Linked DNA regions of Mus musculus: regions 1 and 3 are each linked to region 2. A link is a contact called in public HiChIP or PLAC-seq and promoter capture Hi-C data. All regions are on one chromosome and are shown on one strand. Each heading gives the region's core, a stretch centred on a gene start, on an enhancer-like site or on the middle of the called end of the contact. The rest is flanking DNA. Distances are from core to core; before and after follow the strand shown. Region 1 overlaps Rai1 (retinoic acid induced 1). Region 2 holds the start of Nt5m (5',3'-nucleotidase, mitochondrial). Region 3 holds the start of Nlrp3 (NLR family, pyrin domain containing 3).

Region 1 (4,721 bases), core at 1,943-4,442, 330 kb before region 2:
TCTGTGCTACTAGGGACAAACCCAGGGCCTGTAACTTGTTAAGCAAGGTCTACCACTGAGCTGTACCCTAGTTCTCAGCAGGCAATCCTACCTATAGTAGTTGACCAGTCTCTAGTGAAGGGTCGTTAGTCCCACAGGCTCATCAAGCCCAAGAGTGAGCCCTACAAGTGAGATGGGCATACTGTGGGCCTTGTAGGAATGTTACTCCGAGGGAAAAGGGAGACAGGTGGAGGGAGAGGTGGGAAGACGCCCATTCCCTCTTCACTAGGAGTCCCCAGTCACCAGTCCTCCCACCTGGCCAGAGTGGTTTATAACTTGATTGGGAGCTTAGGAAAATTCAAAGTTTAACCCATTCAAGGCCTGAGAACCAGAAAGGGGGTATTTATGGGGCCCAGGAAGCCTGGAAAAAGACAGATATTCATGGAGCAGTGGGTAGGTGAGACCCCAAGGCTCTCCCCATCTGTTATGGATGAAGAATAAATATTAAGACTTGGAGGCTGGGAGAGGCTCAGTAGGAGGGCTTGCTGTACAAGCTTGAGAACCTGAGTATAGAACCCCAGCATCCATGCAAAAAAAAGCTGGACAAAGCAGGGTGAGCCTGTAACCCTAGCAACAAAGGGAGGTGGATGGGGAAGAAGAGGAGAAAACAGGTATTGCATGATCTTGCAGGCTAGCTAGCTTGGGGGCAGTGAGACTATCTAAAAGGAATGAGACAAAAAAAAAAAAAAATCAATCGGCAGAAGGCATCAGAGGTCTCTGTTAGTTTTTAGGGCTGGGCCTGTCTGGGAAGCAGGGATGAATCTTCATGGAACCCACAAGAGCAGTCAGACCCCACTGGCCTTTGAGACTACGCTAAACTTCTTGGGCTAGGAGCTAGCATCAGGAAGAGGCTGAAGGATCTGCTTGGTGGTGGTGGTGGTGGTGGTGGTCGTGGTGAGGCAGCTCTACCCCAAAACTACCCCAAAGCACGGCTTCTCAAGACCACCCCATGTTGGTAACATCTTTTTTACACTACCTCCCCCCACCTCCCGCAGGATCTGGGGTCCTGAGTAGACAGAGGCAGGCGGAGAGATAAGAAGTAGCAGACACGAGACAGGTTGTAGTTCAGGCTTTTTAGAAGACTTGCCTAGCATGCAGACAGAATCTCCATCACTGAAATAGAAAATTAGCAGGATATAGTGGCATAAACCTATGATCCCAGCATTTGGAATCTGAAGCAAGGGGATCAGATCTCAAGTTCAGGACCAGTCTGGCAGGTTAGGCATAGAGCTCAGTGGTAGAGTATTTGCCTAGCATTCATGAGGCTTTAAATTCAATTACCAAACACTGCCAACAAGCCAGCCTGGGCAACACCGGGGGGAAAAAAATGGACCCAGAATCTTCTAAGGCTGGGGGCCTAAGAGGCTGAATCTGAGTTCGCTAGACAATGTGTGAGAACTCCAGACTTACCATCCCTACCATGCTAGGGCACTGGAGTGAGATGCAACACCATGGCATTGACCCTGGCCCACCAGTTCTTTCTTGGACACAGCCCTCAGCATCTCTTACTAGGATGCAGTAGGTCACAGCTGATGCCCTCAGTGGCAGGGGCCCATAGTCCAGCTAGCTCTGTGCCCACCATCAGGGCTGTCTTCTCTGTAGCCACCTCAGCTGCTACTCTTCTTCATCGATCTCTTGTGGCTACTGTGGGCCATTTTATTGACCGCTCACTGTCTAAATAAGGAGAAACATAAAGGCCAACTACGAAGAAAGCAGGCCCCGTCCATCATGTCCAGCTCAGGCTAGCCTACCCTCACTGGTGCCACCCACGGGCAGGGTCTAAAGATCGGGGTCTGGCTAGAGGGAGCTCACAGGGGTTCCCAGGCTGCTTGGGTTGGTCCACACTCCAAGCCCCAGTAGTGCTATCCTTACAGAAAGCCGAACTCATCAGGACAGCTTGTCCTCTCCACTCCATGCTCCCAGAAGGACCAGGGCTTACCTTACTTGTTGAAGAAGCAGAAAAGAAGTGTCAAGCTAGTAGCAGGCTGTCTAAATGCCACTAGGCTTTTGACCTTGGGCAAGTCTTTCACCTCCATGGGCCTCAAGGCCTGTGCCAGTTGTCCCTTTTGCTAGGAAAACCATTCCCAGACACCCATGCAACTCTACTGTGTCCCTGTTATCATTGTATTTAAAATGACACCCCTTGTGCTTCCTTCTAGTTCTTCAAAGCACTTACCTTTTGGCCTCATTACCAGTCTCCTCTCGAATGAAAAAAGTTCCATAAGAGCAGGGATTTTTGCCTATTTTATTCATAGCCATGTCCCCATTGCCCAGAACAATAAATATTTATTAAATGAATCATGCTCCAAATGTCACATTAACCCTGTGAAACTAAATCCAGACTAAGAAGTCAGCTGATAAGATACAAGGTATTTGGGCGGACTGAGAGGCATAAACTAGGTAGGGCCACAGGTCTGCTTCATACATTAAACACAGACCTGTTCTTAAGGACGGACGAAGAGTCTACTTCGGAGGTCTGTAGTCAGATGGGGGTTGGAGGCAGCTGTACACACTGGTCCCAAGCAAAGTGGGGGGAGAAGGAGCCAGAGCAGGGCAGCCTTTGCTTTAAGAGGTTACAGGTCAGAAATGTACAGTAGGGATGTTTTTCATTTGCAAAAAATGTTACCAGGGCTGGCAAGATATAATGGCTTAGTGATCAACTTCCATCCCTGAAACCCACAGTAGGGAGCACTAGCTCCTGGAAGTTGTCCTTACACACACACACACACACACACACACACACACACACACACAGACCAAAAAAAAAAGTTAGCAACCAAGTCTCAAGGGTTTTTATTGTTGTTATTTAAAGCAGGGCAAAGTTCAAAAGGACCATCTGTGGGTTGTCACTTGACCATCAGCCCCAGGTGTCAAAGACTGACAAAGTGGACACACACACACCCATGCACTTTAGCTCTTAGCTTCTTGGGCTGGGGACTTGGGTATTCAATGCAACAAGGAGTACCTAGATGTTCTCTGGCTCCAGAGCAGCAGGCCTTGGTAGGTAGGTAGCATCATGGCCCAGGCAAACCCTGAAGTAAAAGGTGAGAGGCCTGGGTGCAGGAAAGAGCTCAAGAGCTAGAGGTAGGAGTGTGGCATGAGCTCAGCTTGTAGAGGTGGTGTAGGAGGTGCCCTGTAACATTCCACAAGAGATAGGTAAGGCCCCACCCCTCCCCCCTCCTGGGACCCCTGCCAAGCTCCCATGTGGGGTTCATGACAGCAGTAATTACATAATTAATGGTACAATGAGCTGCCTCCTAAGGATAAGAGCCTGAAGGTAGGGACTTCAGTGTTTGCTCTTAAGCTCCAAAGCCCTACTCTGGCCCCAGAGTTGCCCCTATAAAAATTGCTCTGATGGTGACCAAGTGGGACAGAGGGACACTACTGGCTTTGTGCTTATCACAGTATTTATTCTTTATCACAGCCTCAGAGGGTGAAGGCCACAGAGCAGTTTCATGAGTGGGTGAGGGAGTTGGTGGGCAGAACAAAAACTATCTAACTAGGACCTGCACTCTTTCCTGCAGCCTTTCCTGTTGGTGTCCACTGACTCTTGAGCCCAGCTTGGCTCAGCCAAGCGTCCAGGTGGAGAGCAAGCAGAGCGCAGAGCTGAGGCTCCAGGGGATGTGTGTAGCTTAAGTCGCAGTGAACTGCCAAGGCGTCGCTGAAGGCCACCCAGGGGCAGGAAGAGGGAAAATGATGAAGGAAGCAAGTGGCTGCCCTCTGGAAGCTTCCAGAACAAACTCCCTCCTACAGTGGCTACTGCCTACCTACCTACCGTGGTCCAGTTCTGAGTTTGGCTGCTAGAGCCAGTGGTCTGGGTACCCAGGTGCTTTCAAAGCAGCTCTTCCTGTGTGCTCATGGGGACTCTAGGTCTGCTCTCGCAGTGGTAGCAGCAGAGGGTCTCTGGCTCATCACAGACAGTCCTGTCTGCAACCTCCTCGGAAGACAGCTTGGCATGGAAAAGCAACCAGCCCCAGGAACTGGGCACATTCTCCCTCAACACTCCAATCCCAAACCCGAAGAAATCAATGAAAATCCAGAGAGAGAGTCAGTAAGTTGTCCACCAGGCTCAGCAGTTACGTGCCCCAAATGCCTCTCTGTCACACAGAAACAGAGAACATGGCTTTCCTACTGTATAGCCCAGCAGGGAAAGATCTTGCTGCTTCCAGGAGTCTGGGTAGAACCTCCCCTGCTGCCTGCCCCAAGGGCTTCTCACTGCAGCAAGCTGACAGCCCAGGAGGTGCAGCCCTGGCCCCTTCTCAGTGCGGGTTCCATATGGGGGAGCAGGGCACTGAAGCCCCTCCTGCACCCGCCCCCAGGGGAGGAAGCCGCCTGTCAGGCCGCCTCGGCGTGTCAAATCCTCTTGCTGCCTAATTGTGAGACGGCGGCGTTTAAAGAAACGCTTTTCTGGCCGCCTGCCACACCGCAAACTGCTTGGTATAATTTTATTATTAAGGAGAGAGAAAAAGAGAAGGGGCTGGAGGAGAGAGAAAGGGGAGAGCAGAGGAAATTGCTTCGTCCAAGTCAGCTGGTGGAGTATTCCGCTCAACGTGAAAGCGGGGACAGCTTTCCAGTTGGCAAGCTGACTCCGTTAATTGCGCATTCAGTCTCTACTTAGGGTAATTGGAACGGAGCGGGGCCTAGCTCTGACAATTAGGGTCTGCGACTAGGCCATTAACCCT
Region 2 (4,713 bases), core at 1,898-4,397:
GCCACCTAGAGAAGGCCGAGCTGCATACAATCACATAGATCATACACAAACACCATACTGCTTTACATGACATAGTTTTGAGCATCTGTAGATTTTGGTATCCTTAGGGTCCAGGAAGCCTCAATACCAAGGGGCAAGAATACAAATTTGAAAGTGGCCACATCTACTATACCTAGACTGTTTGGTATAACCACAGATATTTAGACAACCAGGCTACGGGGAGGCTCTGGATGTTCTTCAGTGAGCTGAGGCTTGGGAAAGGAATGAGCGGAAACCAGTAGGTTTCTCCCGTCCCTGCAGCCCTTCCTGCCACACACTTTCTCATTTTGCAGTTGGAAGTCAGGAATTAGTCCTTTTGGGCCTGGAATATCTATACAAGGGGCTACTGAGCCACTGCTACTTTCTTTGTTGTTTTATGGTACTAAGAAAACCCAGGGCCTCACGCATCCTAGGCAAACACTACTGGTAAGCTAAACCCCTAAACCTTCATTGTATTCTCCTTTCCCTTCTCTTCCTCCATCTCTATCTCTTCTTCCTCCTTTTCCTCCTCCTCTCTATGGTACGGTTTGAAACAAGTCAGCTTGCAGAGTCTGGGTAGATTTCATTTTATCCCATTAGTATATTCCCGGGGCTGGAGAGACGGCTCAGAGGTTAAGAGTACTTGTTGCTCTTGCAGAGGACCTGGGTTCAGTCCTAGCACCTACATGGTAACTCCAGTTCTAAGGCTTTGGATACCTTTTTCTGACCTTTTGTACACCAGGACTGTACACAATGCACATGTGTATATAAAAGCAAAACACCCACACACATAAAACTAAATTTAATATATTCCTACAAGGAAACTATGTCCCCCAAATTCAAATGTTGGTCAGCCATCTGTAAGTGAACCCTATGCAGTGCAGCAGTTGATTGCTGAGGTGACAGAGCATTTCCTTAGGTTTAAAGCTTTCATAGGTCTCAGCACGGGAGAGATCAGCTATCTGGGCTCTGTGGAGATGCTTGCAGCAGTACCATCTGTGAATGAACAGAAATGATACCCCATGTCCCCTTTAAATACCTGTCCCTCAGTAAACCAAATTACTGTGGAGGTACCTTCTTTATCATGTAGGGGCCTGGGAGCTGGGGGTGCAGAGCTGCAGTGCTAGGACAGAACCCTAGAGTCTTGTACTAGCTAGACAATCCTCTACCATTGAGCTGTATTACCACCCACCCCCGTACTGTATTGAAATCAAAAGAGAAAGCAGAACAGAGAACAGGGCAGTAGGGTGGTTGGAGAGAATTGTGTGGAGCAGGCAGACGTGTTGCTGGGGCTTGAATCCCATCTGCGCTCCTTACTACCCCGTGATGTGATGATGGCAGGATGGCAGGTCTCCTTGTGTGCAAGGAGGAAACAGGAGCATCTTCCCACAGCAAGATAAGGGAATGGAGAGAGTGCTGAGTGAAGTCCTGAGGCAATGTGCTGTCACTGACATAGGCAGAGCTGTGTCAGCACCCCAGAACCTCAGACCCATGAAGGAAGGGCAAAGCCCCACCCCCATCCCCTGGCATGAAGAAGCCTTCCTCTGGTCCAAGTATAGAATTTGACAGTATATGCAGAGAATGGCCACTCTAGCTTTCCCCCTTGAATGTTTCCCCCCTGCAGACTGCCTCCCCTGTTTCGTTACACCTCTGTCCCCATCCCTGCCCATCCGTATACACCCGCCTTTCTGTTGATCCCTACAAACACCCTGGGCTTCCAAGAGTGCTGTGGTTTCTCCAGAAAAGAGCCCAGCTCTCTGTGTGTCTTTTTCTTCATGACCTCACTGCCTTCAGTCCTGGAAGACTGTGAAGAACGAGATGTTACAAACCTGATAAGTTAAAAAACAAAAACAAAAAACACTCCTCTGACCATCAAGCACTATAGCCCCTAGACAACCAAGTGAGAAACGCTGGAGTTTCTAAGTTTATGCTGAGCAAATCCCCCTATTCCTTTCATAGAATAGTTTAAGTCTCCAAATTACACTTTACCAAAAAGCCTGGATCTCTGTCTAGCCATGAGGGATGGGAAGGTTGGGGGAGTGGTGCCCAAGGTCTTACCAAAAACCTTACACTGGTCAAGAGGGAAGTTTCACTCTTCCCAGTCCGACTCCCCATGTGACACTCTGCAAGTCACATTCTCTAGCATACAGTATCACTCAAAGTTATGCTTCCATGGGGTAAAAGAGGATGGCAAAGACACTCCTGTCAATTTCATTGGGAGGGATAGCCATGTCTGGGTAAGAGACTGAGAATGCTCGGTTTTGTTTTTTGTTTTTGTTTGTTTTTAATGTAACCAATTATCTGAGGCCAAACACACCAAGAATTTAAAATTCAAGCCCAGCATGGCTTGCAGTCTCAGCTTCTTGAGAGACTATAAAACAGGAGGATCAAAAATTTAGGCCTCCCTAGGCTACACAGTGAATTAGTTCAAGGGCAGCCTAGGGAAGCTAGTGAGAATGAAGGACAAAGTACAAAGTAAGAGGATGGGAGATGTAGGTCAGTGGTTGGGAGCCTGTCTAGTCTACAGAGGTCTGGGTTCAATCTCCAATATTTAGAAGAAGTGGATACTGAAGGGCAGCGGCAGGAGAGAGGAAGAGAGGGGAAAAGGGAGTCCAGCTGGGAAGGGGGATTAAGGAGATAGCTGGAAACCCAGCAACAGCTGAATGGTTGGTCCCTCTAGCCCTGTAGCCCTAGTCCTCCCAGGATCCGTGTGGTACCAAAGAACCCGCCAAAGGTCATTGGAGGAGTCGAGCTGGCTTGGGGCTGGACAGCTGCGGCCTCAGTTTCCCCTCCCCGCGGGGCACGGCTGCGGGGCCGGCTGGTGCTCACGCTTAGCCCAGGCTGTAGCCGTCCGTACTGCTCCGACACCCAGAAGCCGCGCCGGTCCTCCAGCGCCACGAAGGGCAGGTCGGGGAAACGCGCGCGGAACTTCCGGAGGAAGCCGCCCTCAAAGTCCGCCAGCACGCCGTCCATGTCCACCAGCACCCGCAGGGCGCGGCTGCTCGCCCGGCTCCGCTCGGCCCGTAGCGGGGCACCGCGGGGACGCGCACAGCAGCCGCGCAGCCTATGCATCGCCCCGCTCCTCGCCCGGGGCCCGCGGCAGACGCAGCCTCCACCGCGGACACGGACGCGCAGGCTCCGGCCCAGAGCGAGGCCGGCGCGCAGCCCCGCCGCCCTTAAAGGGACATGCGCCCAGAGAAGGTGAGCGCGACGTGGGTGCTGATCGCCCTGGGACATCCAGTCCCAGGTTACAGCCGCCTGTGAAAGCCAGACTGGAGCACTCTTCCTACTGAGGCAGTGGTGGATGGAGGAGCTCACCACCGGAGGAACAAATCCTTAGGTATTTATTGAGCGCTTACTTCGTTGAGCTCTGAGCCCAACAAAGTTCCAGCCATCCCGGATTATGGGTACAGGTTTTTAAACAGCTTGTCATTCCCAAGTATAGACAGGGAGGATTTCAGGTTTTAGGTACAGGTAAAGGCAGATACACCTGCTGTGTGTGATCCTCTTTGTTCATAGATGCTGAATGTTTGCAACCATAACCTTATAAAATTTAAAGCTATCAGAGGTGTAACCTTCAAATCTATAAAGGTTCTAAAAAAAACAGATGCTCTGTGTCCATCCTAACATCACTGGATTCAATAGTGAATCTCCAAATATGTCTGTAAATTTGTTACTGTGCTTCATGTTATTAAAAAAAAAGGAATTAGTAGGTAGAAAAAATATTTTAAAGGATGCAAACATGAAGGTATTTTTGGTAAAGAAAGGTCTCTGTATGTTAAATCTTGGTCCTTCCTGATCTAGATTCCCAGCACCCTGCTGGCTGCTCACAATCCTCTCAACTCTGAACACAGGGGATGCATACAGCACCCTCTGCTGGCCTCCATGGGCACATGTGGTGCACAGACATACATATTGCCAAAACGTGGGGAGAGAGAGAGAGAGAGGGAGGGAGGGAGGGAGGGAAAGAGAGACAGACGGATACACAGGATGTTTGTAAAGATTTTTTAAAAAGACTCTGTCCTAAAGAGAAGAGGGATGGCTGGATGTTTCCAAAATAAGAAAGATAAAGACAAAGCTAGAAAGCTCATGTCCCAAAAGGCCAAGCAAGTTACATGGGAGGACCAGACAATCTGTTGTGAGATTATGTTTTCTGGAAATGACAGAAAAACTTCCATAATAATATGGCTGCCTAAATAAGACCACAACAAGGAACCACCACTGATAGACATGCTAACATGGAAGAGAGACAGTGCTCACAACAGTCTGTAGCTTCAGTTTCTGGAGATTCAACACCTTCTTCTGGCCCCCTCAGGCACCAGGCAAGTGTGTTATACCCATACATACATTCAGGAAAAATAAATATCTTTAAAGAAACTCACCCTCCTTGTCATCTATGAACTTCATTCTCTAAGTTCATGAGACAAGAATCTAGAGGCACTGACTCAGTAAAAGCTTTGTGACTATTGTGGACGCCCGATTCGCCAGCAAGGAAGACACCACAACAGGATTCTTCTGCACAGGTTTATTGGAAGAGCTTGATAGCGAAGCCAAAAGACCCCAGCCCCAAAACTGGCGCTGCTTATATAGGCCTAGGAGTGGCGTGTCTATACCTGATTGGTTGTGCTTTCAGTGCCTCATTTACATTCCCCGGGATGGGCTTTGATTTGGTGAGAAACCCTTATGCACATGCGC
Region 3 (4,456 bases), core at 928-3,427, 310 kb after region 2:
GATGGCTCAGTGGTTAAGAGCACTGACTGCTCTTCCGAAGGTCCTGAGTTCAAATCCTAGCAACCACATGGTGGCTCACAACCATCCGTAACGAGATATGACTCCCTCTTCTGGTGTGCTACTACATACATCCAATTCAAAATAAATCTTATAAAAAACAGACAAACAAACCCAACTACCTGGTACAGAGCCGGAGAGAGCTGGTTCAGGGAGTAAAGGCACGAACCAGATGACCTGAAGTTTGATCCCCAAGGCCTACATGGTAAAAAGAATCAACCCCTGCATATTGTCCTCTAACCTCCACATAGGTGCCGTAGCACACACATACAGGCACACAACATAAATAGCTAAAAACGTTTAATGCTTTAATTTGAAAAACAAAATCTAAAATTGCTCAGTCAGGACTTGTATTGCTGAGACTTCACTCCTGTTGTACACATTCTCAGGTCAGGAACAATTACGGCTGCATTGTGATGTGCAATTGGATTGCCACCTAGCTCCGTCTCCTTCTCCCGGATTGCCATTGCCTTGCCACACCCCTCATCATCATCTCCAACTGGCCCAGTGGAACCCAGATCCCTGTGCATAACAGGGAGGTGCTCTACTGCTGAGTCACACCACCCCAGCATCCTTATCTCCGGTGACTACTTCCTTCCGCAGCTCCCACTCAGCATCTTCTGCCTGGGACTTCCCTGGTTTATTCCAAATCCCTTCTGCTGCTTCCCTGGTTTAGAGCAGACGAGCATCTGCTATGAGCTGGTTGGGGAACCAGAGGAGGACCTCAGCACTGAGCCAACTCACGAGGTTGGAACCAGCCACAACAGTCACCTGCGAGTGAGTGAAGACTGAGACCGGAGTTTTTACAGAATTAAGAAAACCACACTGCTCCCCTCCCTCTGACCCTCACCCTCCCGTACCCCTGCAGGAGAGAAGGAAAACCCATGGTCAGAGAAAAGAGGATTCTGTGTTTGGAGCCAGCCTGGGATACTTGAGACTCGAACTCAAAACCAGAGAACTGAAGATGTTGAATAGACATAGTTATCCATAGCAAATGGATATGCACAGATGAGACAAGCACAATGTAATAGACACACATGAATATTCAACATTAACCTTTTTTAAGAAGGAAATTCTGATGTACCTGAACACATTATGCTAAGTGAAGTAAGCCAGCCAAAAGAAACAAGCCCTCCATGAATCTACCTGCACGAGGAATCCATAGAGGTAAAGTTCACAGGGACAGAAAACAGCGGTGGTTGCTAGGAGATGGGGTTAGGTAATGGGGACTTATCATCTAGTGTGTTGGGAGCTTCAGTTGTGCAAGATGAGAAGTTGGTTGCACAACCATATGTTTTCTTGTTGCTAAGCCATATATGTAAAATTACTAAAATTCCACCTTTTATGTCACGTGTACCTTACTGTAAGAAACAAACAAACAAACAAACAAAACCAAAAACCCTTCTGTTTACTCACTCCACTCTGGCTGGTCCTTCTTAGCTTTTTCCCAGAGGTCTCGCCTGTTGATCGCAGCAAAGATCCACACAGCCATGGCCCAGGCCTTCTCCTCGCCATTGAAGTCAATCATGAGTGTGGCTAGATCCAAGTGATCTGCCTTCTCCATCTGGCCCCTGGGGACTGGGATACAGCCTTTCTCGGGCGGGTAATCTTCCAAATGCATTTTGAATTTCTTGAGGTCCACATCTTCAAGGTCCTCTAGATACTGAGCCAGCTTGCAACGGACACTCGTCATCTTCAGCAGCAGCCCTTTCGAGGGTCTCGGGGCTTAGGTCCACACTGGCAGTGCAGGAATGAAAACCCCATGGGAGTAAAGAAGAATGGTATTAAAAGTCTCCACTTCCAGAAAACGAAGTTATCAGAAACACAGGAAACTAGATGCTAATATTGAAACCTCTAAGGGTACCCCATAGATTGGTACAGGTTTTTAATGAATCACCATCTCTGACTTAGTAAGAACTGAGTAAGCCAAATGTTTACCAGAAAGTTCTCTTAGCTTGATCCAGACGTATGTCCTGAGCCATGGAAGAAAAGTTCCTCTGTAGAGATAAAAATAAGAAAGCCATTAACACAATCAGATGTGGTATACAGAGAACACGCATATACAAAGTCACCAGGACTCGTGTCTGACCAGAACCCATGGTGACGAGGCTAGGACCTGGGCACAGCCTTCACTGTTTCTCAACCTCAGCTTCCTCCTTCAGACACTGAGAAAGCAGAAGAGATTGCTTCCCGATTTCTTTTAATGGAAAGCCCTGGTTTCTTGCTTTTATTTTCAAAGGAAGGAGGAAGCCAGGAGAAAATAAGCTATAATAACCCCAGAGCACCAAGGTGAGGACTCACAGCCCAGACGGGCTGACAGCTAACCCTTCAGTGTTCCTCTATTTCCCACTGACAGACAGAACCCGATCAGGTGGAATTGTGTGCATATAAAGAGGAAGACTACATGCGTACATCGCTTTAACGGCTCTTTAACATCTCACATCTATAACGAGCATCGTGATTCACATTTAGTCAGAACTCTGGGCCTAGATGCTGCCCTGATTCTTTTTACTCTTCTCATCTAGTTTCTCCACTGAGGTGTGTAGGTTCCTTCTGCTGAGTGGTAGAGACACTAAGTGGCTTTCTCAGACTGAAGCCATAGATGGTAGAGGAAAGTGCCTGAAAGGTGGTGATGGCCTCCGAATTGATATTCATGTGACAGCAAGATGACATTGAAGGTGCCCCAAGCTCGATGTACCTGTCTCGTGTCCACTCTTGCATCTCCTCTCCCTGTCTCCTGCCGCACCTCACATCTTTCTGTCATCTCTAGTGTTCTTGCTGACTGCTGCCCCAGCTCCACAGATCCTCCTAGACTTTTGACCCCTCAGTTCCTAGTCTTTCCCAGGAGTTCTCAGCCCTCTGCCCCCTGCTGCTAAGACCTGCCACAACAGATTTGCTCTTTACATTAGCTGCCCCCTGGGCTTCCAGCACATTCCCCCCCTCACAGGCAGTCCACCCTCTGCCACCCTGAGTAGATGCTGTTTAAGTCCTAGGGAGCTATAATTGCTTCTTCTGTGAGCGCTCACGCGCACACACACCTCCCTAACATGCATGAACCACGTAACAGCAAACAGAACATCCCAGAAATACCTTAATGTTAGATGAGTCTAAAAGAAATTCCTTGTCTATTGACTAAGATAAATCATGCCATTAAAAATACCCTGGACCTTTTATCCACTCTGCTCCATGACATTGTACTCACCCAGATAGCAGCCTTGGGTACAAATAAAGGGGAAATGAGATAAATATATAGGGGTCACTGTGACACTGGAGACAGGAAGGATGTGGCTTCAAGACGTGAACAAGCTTGCATCACTGTCAAAGACGGATTGGCAGTTACTCATCTGGATGGATTTTCCAAACCCAAGCAATAGAGTTCTGAGTGTAAGCCTAAGCTGCAGACCAGAATTCCCGGGGGTTCCCTGCAGAAGCCTTTAGAAACAATGGGAAAAAGTGAAACCTCAGGGCTCAGCACAGGCAGCGAGCAGCTCAGTGAGGCCTAGGATCCCAGAGAGGGGGACATAAGCAGTGGCAAGCAGAACCAGTGTGTGGAGAGCTGAGGACAGAATCAGGCTTTGAAACCCTAGATTCTAATTTCTTTCTCCTGGCATGGAGGTGGTCAGCACGCAGCTCCAAGTGTTCTCCATCTCCTGTTAGTTTTAAAAGCATAAGTCTTACTCCATGACTTTTGGTCTCACCTGTCAGGCTGAGGTGGCTGTGTCCCAGGAAAAAGCCAAAGTGCTTGGCTTTCTTTACACCCCGAAGGACAAGGGAACTGATGGCCGCTCAGACCTGCTTCTCTGCCACCCTTGGTCACTGTAGAACCACTGTCTGACCATGGCAGAGACTCCAACCAACTCTGAGCAAGAGGTACTCTCTCAGTGTCCTGAATGAGGCAGCTCCTCATGCTACTCTACAGGTGAAAGGGCAGAGACTCTGCTGATTCAGGGACAGAAGCAACAGGAATGCAAATGCTAAGGCTGAAGAGAAGCAGACCAGCCAGACTCAGGAAGACAGGAGCCCCCTGCCTTACTGAGCGTGCCCAAGACCCTGGGTATGCCCAACGACTGGGTCCCAAGTACTGCAAAACGCAAAAAGCATTACTAGGTTGGTCTCCAGAAATCTGGATAGTTACATGCTGAAGAATAAAACTATCTGATCTCACACCACATTTAAATCCACTCAGAGTGCTAAAGGCCTAAGCAGATCTGAAGCCCCAAAAGCCTAGAAGACAGGGAAAGCCTGTTGATACAGTAGTGAAGGTTTTTAGGCATCTCCCAAAAAGCAACACAGCAAGAGGCAAAATAAGCTACCAAGACCAATCAATCGAACTCAAAAGCTCTGAGGACACAAGAGTGGCTCAAAGAAGCCACTAATGACCTTGAAGAAGACATTTGTA

Evidence for each region. Promoter capture Hi-C pulls out the DNA fragments that hold promoters and counts their contacts. HiChIP or PLAC-seq counts read pairs in DNA pulled down with a chosen protein or histone mark.
Region 1: a FOXA1 HiChIP or PLAC-seq map of pancreatic cancer cells shows a contact between it and region 2. The contact joins the enhancer-like site here to the promoter of Nt5m in region 2. A contact is called at or near these places in 3 of 39 promoter capture datasets (the C10 cell line, embryonic stem cells and liver), 4 of 484 Hi-C or Micro-C datasets (cardiomyocytes and embryonic stem cells), 12 of 115 datasets of contacts at active chromatin or transcription factors (the 230-238 cell line, astrocytes, embryonic stem cells and 3 more) and 2 of 9 other capture datasets (embryonic stem cells and liver).
Region 3: a promoter capture Hi-C map of hippocampal neurons shows a contact between it and region 2, with 2.6 times the contacts expected there. The contact joins the promoter of Nlrp3 here to the promoter of Nt5m in region 2. A contact is called at or near these places in 3 of 39 promoter capture datasets (the 3T3-L1 cell line, hippocampal neurons and macrophages), 3 of 115 datasets of contacts at active chromatin or transcription factors (the NIH/3T3 cell line, double positive thymocytes and large pre-B cells) and 1 of 9 other capture datasets (liver).

What each region holds. Positions count from the first base shown.
Region 1 is chr11:60,177,177-60,181,897 of GRCm38.p6, reverse strand. The region is part of intron 2 of Rai1 (retinoic acid induced 1); the gene reads right to left. Among named protein-coding and RNA genes, the nearest start is that of Mir6921, 21 kb to the left of the region's middle. Within about 2 kb of position 3,192, at least 17 of the 459 cell types and tissues checked have an H3K27ac peak or open chromatin away from gene starts, as enhancers often do. A contact at or near this core is called in pancreatic cancer cells, where this site is marked.
Region 2 is chr11:59,846,507-59,851,219 of GRCm38.p6, reverse strand. It overlaps Nt5m (5',3'-nucleotidase, mitochondrial), which reads right to left and starts at 3,147. Exons shown (of 5, transcript NM_134029.2): 1 at 2,848-3,147. The coding sequence starts at 3,090. It also overlaps a transcript of Cops3 not described here.
Region 3 is chr11:59,540,407-59,544,862 of GRCm38.p6, reverse strand. It overlaps Nlrp3 (NLR family, pyrin domain containing 3), which reads right to left and starts at 2,177. Exons shown (of 10, transcript NM_145827.4): 1 at 1,996-2,177; 2 at 1,474-1,794. The coding sequence starts at 1,750.